Regions from separate parts of the Cyprinus carpio genome. Here all the other regions are linked to region 2. Evidence: chromatin contacts called from public Hi-C data. All regions are on one chromosome and are shown on one strand. Each heading gives the region's core, a stretch centred on a gene start, on an enhancer-like site or on the middle of the called end of the contact. The rest is flanking DNA. Distances are from core to core; before and after follow the strand shown.

Region 1 (3,281 bases), core at 87-2,586, 290 kb before region 2:
ACAATTTCAGTCTGTTTTCCGACACAAAGCTATTGTACAGTTCTAAAAGACTTTTATAATATTGCAGAAAATGATTATTGCCTACTGCCATGATGCTTTTTTTGTCATTTTTGGAGCTTGACAGACTAAAAAGCCCTTGGCAGTCCCCATTCACTTAAATTGAATGAAAGGGAGCAACATAAACATTGTTCAAAGCAAATCCTTTATGCTTCACAGATGAAAACCCATCATATAAAGGTGAGTTATATAAGAGGGTCATCATATAAGAGGGTGAGTATTTGTTTGGGGTAAACTATTTAGTGTCCACACTAACCTGCACCATGATCACCTCTCCAAAAGTGCTGAAGTAATCTTTAAGGTCTTGCTCTGTTGTTTTCCATGGCAACCCAAGCACAATCAAATCTGATGTCTTCTGCACACCTCTCTTGATCTTCACAGCCGATGCAGCATCCATTTCATCCATCTTCCTCTTGTTATCTGTATGGTATTTTATTATTATAGTTACTTGATTTATTTTAAGACAATTAATTAGATTTCATTTACAAGCGCAATATGCATTAGTAGTGGGAAAACTGGGTGAATGAATGATATAAGACCATATTTTTTGTGCATCAACAAGCCCCATATTATTTGGTCACTACAATCAAATAAACCCAATACTACCAGATCTGATTTTACCTTTTGGATAGTTGACCACGTACACCAGATTGCCCCAGTCTGATTCGGGTGCATGAAGAACCCCCTCCACTAGTCGGACCCCTCTCATGCACTGAGACACGGGGCTACGGTATCTAAGGCCGCAGGCACCGGGAAACTGCGCGGAGACGGTGGAGAGCAGCACGGTGCCGTCTTCCTCGGACGGGATCTCCATCGGCTCCTCGTTCTCGTCCTCCGCGACGCGAATATAACACTCAGTCATGTTTACACCAAGAGCGCGAGCTGTGCTGACAGCTTCAAGATCAATAATTCAGCTATGAGACAACAAACAGGGCTGAAACAGAAACTAGGACACCGGAAAGACCTCAGAAGTAAACACAACCACAAATTGGCTGGCAACAAGTCTGATGTCTAATGTTTACGTGCGACTTTTGTCAAATAATGCGGGGCGCCATTAGCTAAGCTAAGCTACTTGCTAACCGCTCGCACGTTAGAAATGAATGACGCGTCGCGTCGCACCCTGTTCCCGCCAATTTTCACGGTGTACAAACACCTAGTCATCGACTGTACTTGTTTATCTACCTATTGTGATTACAACAAGCAACGTAAAGTAATAAAATAACAAAAACGTGTGGACTAATGCATCCAGTTGCCGTTTCGACCCCCTAAACTGATAAAATGGCCACCAGATGCGTCACTGAAGGAATGACATCATCAGTTTGGAGCGTCGCATCACAGCACATAGAGGGGTTTGTACCACTGATCTATAATATAGAACATATATAGATCAGTGGTTTGTACACGTAATATGTTTACTTTTTAAACGCATAACGTAGTTTGTGGTGTACTGTATCAGGTGGTGTGATTTTGTCGTGCCTGTTCATGATCTTGTTGGACTGGTGGGGTGGTTATTTCTATTTAAGGAGGTTGAAATGATGTCAAATATACAAGAATCCACTGTAGTGTTGAAAGCTTCTCCTCGTATCGCATCTTGCAGGTACGTTACATCAGATTTAGAACAGACAAAAGCACTGGAAAACAATACAAAGGCCTGTAATATTACCAGTCTGCACCTGAGTTGATTCAGTGAAATAATCGATCTATTTATGACAAAACTATTCAATAAATAAATAAAATAAAAATTGTAATAACTTGAATCACCTAAAAATATTGTGTACTTTAATAGCTTAAAACTTAAAAAATTGTGATCATTTTGTCTGTTTTTTAATACTGTAAAATTTTATTTTAGTTGAAAGGCTTTATCATACAATGTCTGGTTTCACTTTTGGAATCCGAAATGGTTTGACTGGCCATCTCATGGGTGTTGTTAGGACCTACAGTTTGTTTGTTTTTTATAGTTTTGTAATGGCCAAGAATGACACAGCCAAACATAATGTAGGCTAATCAATATATCATTCTACCTATAAACATGCAATTTTATATCCCAATCATAAATGAATGAAGGTTTACTATGCTGTAATCTTGCATAGTTCTTGAGTACAACTGTTAACTCGTGAAGTGGCCAGGGCATTTTTATTGGAAAAGGTAAAGCCTCATGTGAGTTACAATGAGTGAATGAAAGAAAGAGATTTTTATTCCCACGCAGGTGCAGGTTTCCCTCCTTCCACTGCTTTTTTCACAGTTACATACGTGTTGTATAATTTAATGATGAAGTGGGTCAGCCTTGCTCTCACACTCACTTGTAACCTAAAAGGCCAAACACAGCTGACTTGTTAGCATTATAAAAGCAGTTGTATCACATAATTACAAGAATCCACGTTACACTATATTATACACTATTTTTCATATTTTGCACTTTGATATAATTGATATGTCATTTATACTAATTGTAGGATAAGACTGACAGATTATTCTTTATTATTTGGTTAAGATCCAATTTATGTACTTTATAACAGAATTTTCTGTCTGTAAAACACATTTTATTGGATTGTAGTGCTGTTATTCCTTTCAGGAAATACTGTTATTCTGCTGGAATTCTAGAAATAGTTTTTAATAAAGACAGTGCACCATCAATTTTGATTAAAATTGCATATTGAACATCTTATATAATGACTTTGATGTTGACAAACAAATAAAAATAGTTTTTATAACAGAAATGATAACACAATATTATTTAATGTATTTTTTGTTGAAGTAATGATAAAAATTTTTTTTATAACAGAAATGATAACCTCTAAACGATGTATAAAATAAGTTTTATAAATCTCTTGCTCTTTTCAGTGGGTTTGGTGTCTAAGGAGAATCTAAACGATTTGTTTAGTTAGAGGTCAGAAAATGTCCTTGTTTGTCACTGAAACATATTTGCTTCTGCAGTGTGTTGCTAATATAAACATTGAGCCTTTTTTTCACTGTATCTCAGAATAACATTAACATTTTGTAGTGATTTTTCAGCATGGTAATTATGTGATTGTGCTAAGCCTGCTGAAGAGAGTAAGTCGTTTTGGGGGCAGGACTCAGAAGTTAATGATGAAGTGTCCAGCAGTGTCAGCGCCTCCTAACAGAGAATACATCCAGTGTGATGGTGTTCAAGGTTACCAGAGAGATCCCGGTGGATAACAGGAATAATGTGCCAATATGTGAGGCTATGAACATTTGAATGTATG
Region 2 (3,459 bases), core at 824-3,323:
GAATACCACCATCTACTGGCTTCAAAGGAGAGTTCAGCAACAACAGGGCTCGTCCTAATGAACCAGAGCTGTCAGGAACGGTTAGATGACAATAGAGCTCGCATTTAAAGAGATACTCAGACCACAAATAGGGTCACATGACTGAGAAGAGCAGTAAGTGTTTAATCCACCAATGAGATTAAACCTTCTACAAACCACAGAGGCACAGCAAACTCATCAAAAAAAAACAATAAAAAAAAAAAACAATTCAGGTTTCCAGTTTTAATTTAGTGCATCCAAACAAACTGGAACATTTTAATTATCATAGTCACTCAAATTGCATTGAAAAAAAAAAGTTGTTTTGTTTTTCTTTGCAAAATGGTTTGGAATGGGGTAGAAAATAAAAGCCTGGCAGAGTGATTTATGCTTGTTGACTCATATGGAGAATTGCTGTTACTCAACTGAAGCCACAGAATCTGAGAAATGCTTGTCTGTGAGAATAATCGTACATTTCTAAAGGTTCAGCTAGAATGTACAGGTTTTACTGCATAATTGCCCAAAGCATGTCTGCGGTACAATGGTGCCACCCAGCCCTGTTCTCAAACCTGCGTAATAATCAGTTTATCTTGCGTAAAAACCCTCTTGACCCTGCCCAAGCAACAATAACCATAAAAAACACCAAAACAATGGAATGAACAAGCAGGGATCTGATCACACGCAAAAGTTCAAACATGATTGATAGATCAGACTGGCTTTCAAAGGGAAGTTCCATATAGACACACCTTATAGTTCGCACCAAATTGAATAATGACAGAATTTCCTTCCTTGTGTCATTCAAAACATGTACGACTTTCTTTTGTTTATGGAACTCACAAGACAGAATGTTTTTGTCCATACAAAGAAAGTCAGTGGGGTCCAAAACAATACTGAACCTTAGTGACTCATGAGACATTTTTTTAAAATATGTTATTTTGTGTTACACAGGGTGAGGGGAAATGTCAGAATTTTAATTACATTTTAATTTAATCTCATTTTGAGTGAAATATCCTTTAAAAACAGTAAACAGTAGTGAACATGTGAGTTATTACAATCCAAAATAGCTTTGTTGCAATATCAGATGCAATATGTGCTCAACACGTGAGACTCTACATGAGTCTTTGCTGAGCCCAGAGGTGACCCGCAATGGCTTTATGGGGCACGAGGATCCAGACGTGTGTGTGTGTGTGTGTGAGTCCTGCTCCAGTGTCACAGCATGGCGTGTTGGAGCCCAGGGGCTGCGCTGGCAGGCCACTCACTGACAGACACACACCTGCTCTGACATTTCCTGCCGACCTTGACTGAGAAAAACACATGACAATAACTCTCCGCTGAGTCCCACGGGACTGTTGTCCTTCTCTCTTGCTCTCTCCCCAACTCCTTTAGAAAGGAACAGTTCACGCAAAAACTAAAATTCTGTCATTATTTCCTCCTCATGTTGCTCTAAACCTGTGACTTTCTTCTGTGGGATACAAAATACATCAGCGCTATACTGGAACCCAATTTAGCCTAATTCATGAAAATCATTCTTTGAACAGATTCATTCAGAAAGAGCAATTTATTCACATACTAGACATTGTTATGCCTATATAAAAGCAACTTCAATGGTTTGAAGTTTTTTTTAACAGCTTTGCATACAGCTTATTGTATCAGAATTCTGTTTTAAAAAACACACTACCATTCAAAAGTCTCAGAGATCATTTTTGAAAGAAGTCTCTTAAGCTCACTGAGGCTGCATTTATTTGTTCAAAAATACAAATAACATTATTGCCATTTAAAATAAGTTTTCTAATATAATATATTTGAGAATAGTAATTTATTCCTGTGATTGCAAAGCTGAATTTTCAGTAGACATTACTCCAGTCTTCAGTGTCACATGATCATTCAGAAATCATTGCAATATGCTTATTTGTTGCTCAAGAAAATGTCTTAATATTTTTTCTTAATACGTTTAAGAAACTTAAAACGTTTCCTTTCCCCAAACTCCTGTATGACCAGCTTCTCCACTGACTGCTGCTGATTAACCAGGCAGCCCACCCAAAATGGTGACATGTGCCGCACTTACTGCCTATTCTGGGTGTTTAGGCCTGTCTACCATTCTCTTGTTGTCACAACACTTAAAGCCCTCGGGCCGCTGGTCCAGGTGTTTGGCAGGGCTGCCAGCAGCTAGCAGATACATGCGGGTTCCTGTTTCTTGTTGCTCGTTTAACTTGTAAGAAGTGTTAATAATACAACGCTAATCTAAGATTGGGCTCCTATACAAAGAATAAAAACAGTGGTTTATATGGATACATGCGAGTCCTCAAACGGACTGTGAAGGTCTTTTTTGATTGTATAGCACACCTGACTCAGTCAGCACGGCGAAGAGTAATCATCAACAATACTGCACTTACTAGAGCCCAAAGGCAACTGCAATTTTATATAAACAAGTTCAAGCAATGCCTCTGCCCTTTTGAGACCTATAAAATGCATAGTTACAGGCCCTCGGAAGGGATTTACTCTGAGAGTAGCAGGTACAGATCTATAATACAGTCTCCAGCAGCCCCTAGTGCTCACAAAGGGGGCAGCAACAGGTGCCTGTACACCGTAATATCAAACAACAACTGCAAGTGCTCTTTTATTTTTTAGTACTCAATGCTATAATTTGCATTCAAGGCTTATTACCATTTTTCCACAACTTCCTTTATGCTTACAGAACTTTTATATGGCATAATGCAGCTCACTTGACTGATTCCTGATTGGCTTGTTAAAGCTGTAATCTCCCAGCGCCACACAGAGAGAAACAAGAAGCCTATTAGCATCTTCTCTACATTCTTTTTCATCAAACTGGTTAAATACTGACATGTATTAATTAATATCTATTACTCGTTTTTTCCCTTTGAGGGGGCAAGATGTTGGGCAATTAGTTGCACAAAATAATCAAAATAGTGTATTTGAATGAGCGCTGATAAATGTCCCACGCCGTCCCATCTCAGAGAGCGAAGGGCAATAGATTCTTGCTGTCACGTTCTATTAAACAGCTATTACAGTCTTGATAGAACTATTAGTCACTTCATTATTAATAACATTAATGTATTTACATTTTAGTGTACATGCCAGTTTCCAGCAATAATTTATGAAGTCGACTTCAAATATTTCATAATGTTCCTCCATCTGAGCCTTTTTGAGCTTATTATTGATTGTGAAAACAGACTGAATTTTTATGTTCTCTCTCAACCGACCTCACTCACTCTCTTAATGTATTGGCGAGGGGACCTCTGCATTAAGAGACTGAAACAAAGTGCATTTACAACTGAAGCATAACTTCATAATTTACATTCCAACATTTATTAGAGGTGACAAATGAGTGTTTGGTCCACTCGCGCTTTCCACAATACAGCACTTATTCAATCCGCTTAAATTATGGTGCGGGATTGAGAGTGCTGGTGCAAATGATTCTATTAC
Region 3 (2,989 bases), core at 48-2,547, 260 kb before region 2:
TTTAGCAAACACGTTACTTGAGGTTTAAAAAAGTCAGCAACTTTCACATTTCTAAATGAGAGGTTCATTTGACACTGTGTTGCCTCCTCTAACACCTGTCAGGCTATCTGTCACGGACTGGAGGTCTTCTCCACCATAAAATTACCCCTTATACTGCAAATCCACTCAGCATTTGCACAACTTTTCATACGTCAAATGATCCCACCCAAAGGTCCCATAGGACATAACTCAGAGCCTAAATTTAGGCAATATATTAGGAGAACCTTTAACTGGCCCCAACTGGCTTTACTTTTTTGTTTGCTGGGACATTTAACACTACTGGCAAAGAAACTGACAAATTAGCTACTCCTATTGAAGTATTTCTTCATAGTGAATTTGTCTCAGAAAGTTCTGACATTTACTGGCCGACTTTATTCAACAGACAGTTATAAGGCGTCCCTTGTATAACTCAGTACAGTCTTTTAAAAAGGTTAATAGTAATCCAATGTCTTAAATAAATTAAAACAAAGAGGTACTTCCAGTATTCTCTCCGTCATTCTCCTTTCAACGGGAGACTAAAAAGCCACACTTTCCCTCGCCAGTCCTGAGGAAACCCGATCGGATTGCTTGTTAATTTCATCATTTCAGAGTTTTATGGTTTTTCCAGTTGGTGCACTTTTCATAAACACACCCCCTCCGGCCTCCCCTGTGTATGTCAGCATTTTCTCTGTAGGAAGAATCTGGAGGGCTGAAAGTTTATAAATAAGCCTTCTATCAAGTTCCACAACAGGTGTGACCTCCCTGTGTCCTAAAACTGAACACTTTCAAGGGCTGATATCTGAAAAGAGGGGGTTGGGAGCAGAAGAGAGGGGATTTACTGCTATCTAAAATAGAGACCTTCATCAACCACTGACTATTACCTTCCAAAACGGTGCATGACTCCTGGCCTTAGTTTGTTTTACACAAATCACGCTTGTCCTTGTTTCTCCTTACTCACGTATCAGGCCTTTAGTCGGCCCATTAAAGTGGGGCACTGTAGAGTGCAGCAGCTGTAGTCATGATTAATAAACAGAATTTGCAGAGAAAAGCTCCAGGATCAATGAAGACCTTCTCTTGTAGCGAATACACTCTTACACTTAAACCACATGTTCCATGACGATATCCAAACCACCTCCCTACAAGCACCCATGTACTTTCTCCATCTATGAACTAGAAAAACTGATTCCCTTTTCTATTAACGGACTCATGGACTGTTCAATAGGAGTCTAATGCCCATGGCAGATGGACAGTAAGTGCTATGAGCAGCTCCTTTAAAGCTCACCACTGACCACATTGCCATGTTTGCATCATTTACAGAACAGACACATATTCTTTTGTGTGGTGTACGCTCAAAGCACATGATTTCTCTGCATTCTGATTATATTTTTCCATTTTAATCTGCAAGAAAACCTTCAGTATTTCCACTAGAGCGTTTTCTGCTGTTCAGTGGAGTATAGTACCTCATTTGTCATTGTATGAACAAAGTGGCAAAAGGTGGCTAACGGCAGCCCCTTCAAATGTTAAAGAGGTGTCCAAGGGCTGATCCCAAGTTCAGAGTGATTTTTATTTTTTGTACTTAACCTGAAGGGCACCTTCTTTCCCCTCGCAGCAGATCTCTTGCAGTCTGAGGGCAACAAACAGCTGAGGGAGAGAGGGAAGGTTTGTTGGATTATTTTACATTATTTTGATTAATTATTTAGATGCCTCCCATTCTGCCCGTAATGACTTGGTATGTTACGGTCAGAACCGAACTGTCATAACTTACCCTGAATGACTGGCATGAACTTGAGCAACTACACACCACATGATACATTTACACAACCTGCAAGCAATTCTAGGACACTCTGTCATGATGAAAGAGTTCTGCTGAAAAGTTTATATGTTATATACCCTTTGTAGAATATTCATATATCACATAAAAATATTTTATAATCTCTCTCTCTCTCTCTCTCTCTCTCTCTCTCTATATATATATATATATATATATATATATACAGTTGTGGACAAAATTTTACATACACTTTGCAGTATATAGGGATCATACAAAATACATGTCATTTTTTTTATTTAGTACTGACCTGAATAGGATATTTCTCATAAAAGATGTTTACATATAATCCACAACAGAAAAGAATAGTTGAATTTATAAAAATGACCCCATTCAAAAGTTTACATGCGCTTGATTCTTGATTCTTTTGTTTTGTAATAGTTGTTCATGAGTCCCTTGTTTGTCCTGAACAGTTAAACTGCCCACTGTTCTTCAGAAAAAAATCCTTCAGGTCCCATCTTTTGCATATTTGAACCCTTTTGAACAATGACTGTATAATTTTGAGATCCATCCTTTTTTTTCACACTGAGGACATTATTTATATATATAGTTTTTATACTTTTTTATGATCCCTCTTATTTAAACAAGTAATTTTCTTATTTATATATTCCAAAAATCTTGTCTGGCATATTTATAAAATTTAGTATGATTACTTTTTCTTTTATATATTTTAATAAGTACAGGTCAAAATAATTTTGCTGGTTCATTTTTACATAAGTATATTTGTTACAATGAATAATGACATTTTATTTCACGAATGCTATTTGAAACATTAAAGTTGAGACTTTACTGGCATTAAATATGCTTTTTATGTATACAAAATCACTTTTGTAAATTTAATTAGAAACGGACACCAAAATATGACGTCTTGTCAACCCAACTTTGGGTCAGATATGGACTAACCCAACTTTTGGGTTAAAAATTTATTTAAAAAACTTAACCCATCAGCTGGTTTACTCCATACTTGACCCAAAGTTGGGTTGAAATAGAAAAATATTATGATTTTATTTTCATTTTTTCCTCTTGCTGTAAATAATAACTGAAATCAACATTCCATTTATTCTTAAGATCTTTCTTTCCCAGTATGCTTTTCACGTTCCCCATAGTGGCTCAGTGATATTGAGATCCAAGGAAACAGCACAG
Region 4 (3,301 bases), core at 501-3,000, 400 kb before region 2:
ATGGTAAAATGAAATGGAATGCAAACATTTTCTGAAAAGACAGAAAATTAAACATGAATCTATTTCTCTAGTCTCTGGTGGCATGGGAGGGGAACAAGTTGGTGTGCATTCAGAAAGGTGAGAAGAAGAACAGAGGTTGGGCACACTGGATAGAGGACGACAAACTCCATTTGGTAAGTGTGAAATTAAGCATCTTACACTGTAAAAATCGGCGATACGCGTCAATGAACTGATTTCATTAATCACCTGACTAATAATCATTCATCTCAACCCTTTATAGGAGTTGCATTGTGAAGATCAAGTCTGCAAACAAGTTTTCAAACGGGTTGTTTGAGGCCCTTCTGTGACGTTTACTACAAGAAAAGGTGTACTGATGTAAACAAAGCTGTTTACACTTTAAACTCACCTCAGAGTCAGTGGAATATTAGGCAAGAAGAAGAACCAGGAGCGGCCACTTGTGCCTCAAAACCTGACTAATCAACTCCATTCAGTGAGAGGCTTGCGGACGGAGTCTGTCTAGGAGCGTGATTTATAGTGCCACTAGAGGGCGCCATGAGACCACGAATAAACAGAACTCAGGTCAGCAGCAGTTTATCCGCTGGTAACACTGTATGTTGTCCGTAGTTGTGCCAATATTGCCCAATCATGTTTACATGTAATACAAGAACCACATTCACAGACATTTACTAATATGCTTCTGTATTTCTGCACGCCAGAATCATTATTTCACCAGAATATGACTAATTAAAGACCATGCCTCTTTTTGAATGTTAAAAAAAATAACATTTTGTAACTGGTTGATTAAGTTTTATTTTTTGTTGGTTTTTTATAATCTGGTTCAGATTTACATTTTTTTAATGTATGTGACGCCTAAATATACACACTGTGTTCACTGAATTACTTGAATTCAACACTGTGTTCAATTACTTGAATGTCCCTTATTGTGCAATAAAATTTGAAACAAGTTATAATATACTTTGTGTGTTTATTTGCCAATATTGCGTTGCAATGTCTCTTATAAGGAATCAATATCAACAAAGCATTATCATCATCTATCTTTTTATTACAACGACAAGAAATACAAACAATCATTTAGCCAATATACAAAACAAATTACTAATATACTTTGAAAAAAAAAAAAGAGTATGTAAAGAGTAATGATAAAAGAGCCAGTCAAAAGATCTTATAAATACTTTGTGTTCTTATTGTCAACCCCTTGGTTTGTGGCTTCTTTATCCTGGGGATGATCAATCAGCAAATTAATCAGAAAGATAATACATTTTATTTAAAAAATACATTTAACAGATAAAGATATGGATTGAATAACAATTGCTATATATCACTTAAGTCCAAATTATGCAATATAGTATTTATTTATTTACGTGTGAATAGAATTGCTGTCATGATTAATCTCTTTTAAGCTATCTAATAACTATATAGAATATATGAGTAGCCATGCATTTAACCTAATAAGACTTGGGGATGGTTGCATAGGCTGCTTAGACTAGTCTTAAAAAGTTTGTAATCTAATTTATTTTCTTCAAGACTGGTCAAAACTTTTTTTTTAATTCAGTTACAAAAAGGTAGACTGGCCTAATTTGAATCAGAAAAGTAACAGTGATTATAGTCAAACTAGTTATTAAAGCACAGTCTCTTGACATAGTGAGTATGTTTATGCAACTGGCCCCTTGGTTCTGAAGAAAACAAGTCTCTTATGGTCGCCTCAGCAGTGAAATCAGTTTCCTGAACTGCCGCAGCCTGGAATGTGTCGATCTCGCGTCACGTGACTCCAGATCCAAAATGGCCGCGTCGGTGTTTTGACGAATAATACTTTTGTGTTTGTTTCATTCTTAATAGAAACCGATTATAACCCTACCATATCGGGGGAAAAAAGAATCAGCCACGCGCGTTTGATGTTTTAATATAAAGATTTAAATTAGACAATCACAGCTCATTGATATTTGTTTTATGGTTCAGACTATGCACTTTTGGTGTTTATAAGGAAGCTAGCTGACTGGCTAGCAACATAATTAAGCTGAAAATTAAAAGAAAGGCGATGGAGCAGCTCAGTCCTGAAGAGGTAAGGCGATTTCCACACAGTGTAATGTATTTCCAGTCGAAACGGCTTCTCTGATCGCATGACTGTTATGTTTTTGGGGGTTGTTAAATGCTTATTGGCTTGTCATTGTCGCCTTCTTTTTCAATCGCAGTAATGTTGGGATAAGCTAACAGGACACCGGCTAACCAACAGCTCAGTACATCCAGATTAAATTGATTTCGCATAGAAATAAGAGGCTAGGTTCTGAATCTCATTTTGAGCCACTTAAATGCCGATATAGAAGCGAAATTAGATGAGAATATGGAGGTTATTTCCAGTCAGCTCGTTAGCAAGTGATACGTTAGACAAACTGGATCTGCCTCAAGCCTCGATCATCTGCCTTTTTTATTTTTAAATTAAAATAACATCCTTATCGTGTCCAGTCGCTGGGGAGCGTGTAACCAGTTGACAAGTTAAAATTTCTTTTGTGAAGCTTTTCTTCACTAGGGATCCAAAATGGCTGAAAGACTGTCGTGTGAAGAAATAAAATCATTTTGGACCAGATGTTTGCTCAAGTTAACTTACAGTCGTGATAAAATGTGCAATTATCAAGGTTAGCTTTGCCAAGGGTATGCATTTGATTAAATAGCATCTGGTTTAGAAACTGAAATCATGCGCAACAAGCTTTTGTCAGGCGTCAGGTCAGTATATTGATCATGGGGTCAGCTGTTGAAGCTTAAAACCTTTGGTCCAGCGCGACAAAATTAAGTATTTTATGGTAATATTTATTGCAAGTGCATTTGATCCCATAAAGCTCTTGGTTTCAGGTTTTGGATAACGTTATTTGGCACTGGTTGTTGCTGTATGACACTGGTGTGCATTTACAGGCAGGGCTTTGTGTTTAGTTTTTCTGCTGTAAAATAAGACCAAACTCAGCCCAGCTCTGACCTGGAAAAACAGCCTAAACCAGCCTATGCAGGTTTGCTGGTCTCACAGTCTGGTCATTTCTGAGCTGGTCAGGCTGGGAGACCAGCAAGCCATCTTAAGCTGGGTCAAGCTTCTTTTTTCATCAGCTGCCTTATATTAATTTGAAATAATTATTATTTATTATTTATTAATTCAGACTGGGTTTGACCATTTTTTGCACATTTGATTCAGTCAGTCATGCGTTTTGCCTTTCCCTGACAGTATTTGCTGTGGAAGCTGAGGCCTGCTCCATCTCAAATGACTCCATCCACTGTATAGAGATTATTTGTCACTGCT

Evidence for each region. A called contact is a pair of places that touch in the nucleus more often than the background predicts.
Region 1: a Hi-C map of skeletal muscle shows a contact between it and region 2, with 6 times the contacts expected there. The contact joins the promoter of tardbpa here to the enhancer-like site in region 2. A contact is called at or near these places in 3 of 8 Hi-C or Micro-C datasets (liver and skeletal muscle).
Region 3: a contact with region 2 is called in a Hi-C map of skeletal muscle, with 4 times the contacts expected there. The contact joins two enhancer-like sites. A contact is called at or near these places in 2 of 8 Hi-C or Micro-C datasets (liver and skeletal muscle).
Region 4: a Hi-C map of skeletal muscle shows a contact between it and region 2, with 4 times the contacts expected there. The contact joins the promoter of LOC109060938 here to the enhancer-like site in region 2. A contact is called at or near these places in 2 of 8 Hi-C or Micro-C datasets (liver and skeletal muscle).

What each region holds. Positions count from the first base shown.
Region 1 is chrA23:15,079,605-15,082,885 of ASM1834038v1, reverse strand. tardbpa (TAR DNA-binding protein 43) reads right to left here and starts at 1,336. Exons shown (of 7, transcript XR_006153326.1): 1 at 679-1,336; 2 at 314-477. LOC122135097 reads left to right here and starts at 1,273. Exons shown (of 6, transcript XR_006153328.1): 1 at 1,273-1,406.
Region 2 is chrA23:14,785,490-14,788,948 of ASM1834038v1, reverse strand. All of the region lies in intron 2 of LOC109048440 (peroxisomal membrane protein PEX14-like), which reads right to left. Among protein-coding and RNA genes, the nearest start is that of LOC109048440, 16 kb to the right of the region's middle. Within about 2 kb of position 2,073, at least 1 of the 8 cell types and tissues checked has an H3K27ac peak or open chromatin away from gene starts, as enhancers often do. A contact at or near this core is called in skeletal muscle, where this site is marked.
Region 3 is chrA23:15,044,524-15,047,512 of ASM1834038v1, reverse strand. No RefSeq gene overlaps it. Among protein-coding and RNA genes, the nearest start is that of LOC109048443, 10 kb to the right of the region's middle. Within about 2 kb of position 1,297, at least 1 of the 8 cell types and tissues checked has an H3K27ac peak or open chromatin away from gene starts, as enhancers often do. A contact at or near this core is called in skeletal muscle, where this site is marked.
Region 4 is chrA23:15,185,308-15,188,608 of ASM1834038v1, reverse strand. It overlaps LOC109060938 (ubiquitin conjugation factor E4 B), which reads left to right and starts at 1,750. Exons shown (of 32, transcript XM_042713353.1): 1 at 1,750-2,080. The coding sequence starts at 2,057. It overlaps LOC109060954 (retinoid-binding protein 7-like), which reads left to right. Exons shown (of 4, transcript XM_019078099.2): 3 at 72-173; 4 at 281-422. The coding sequence ends at 334.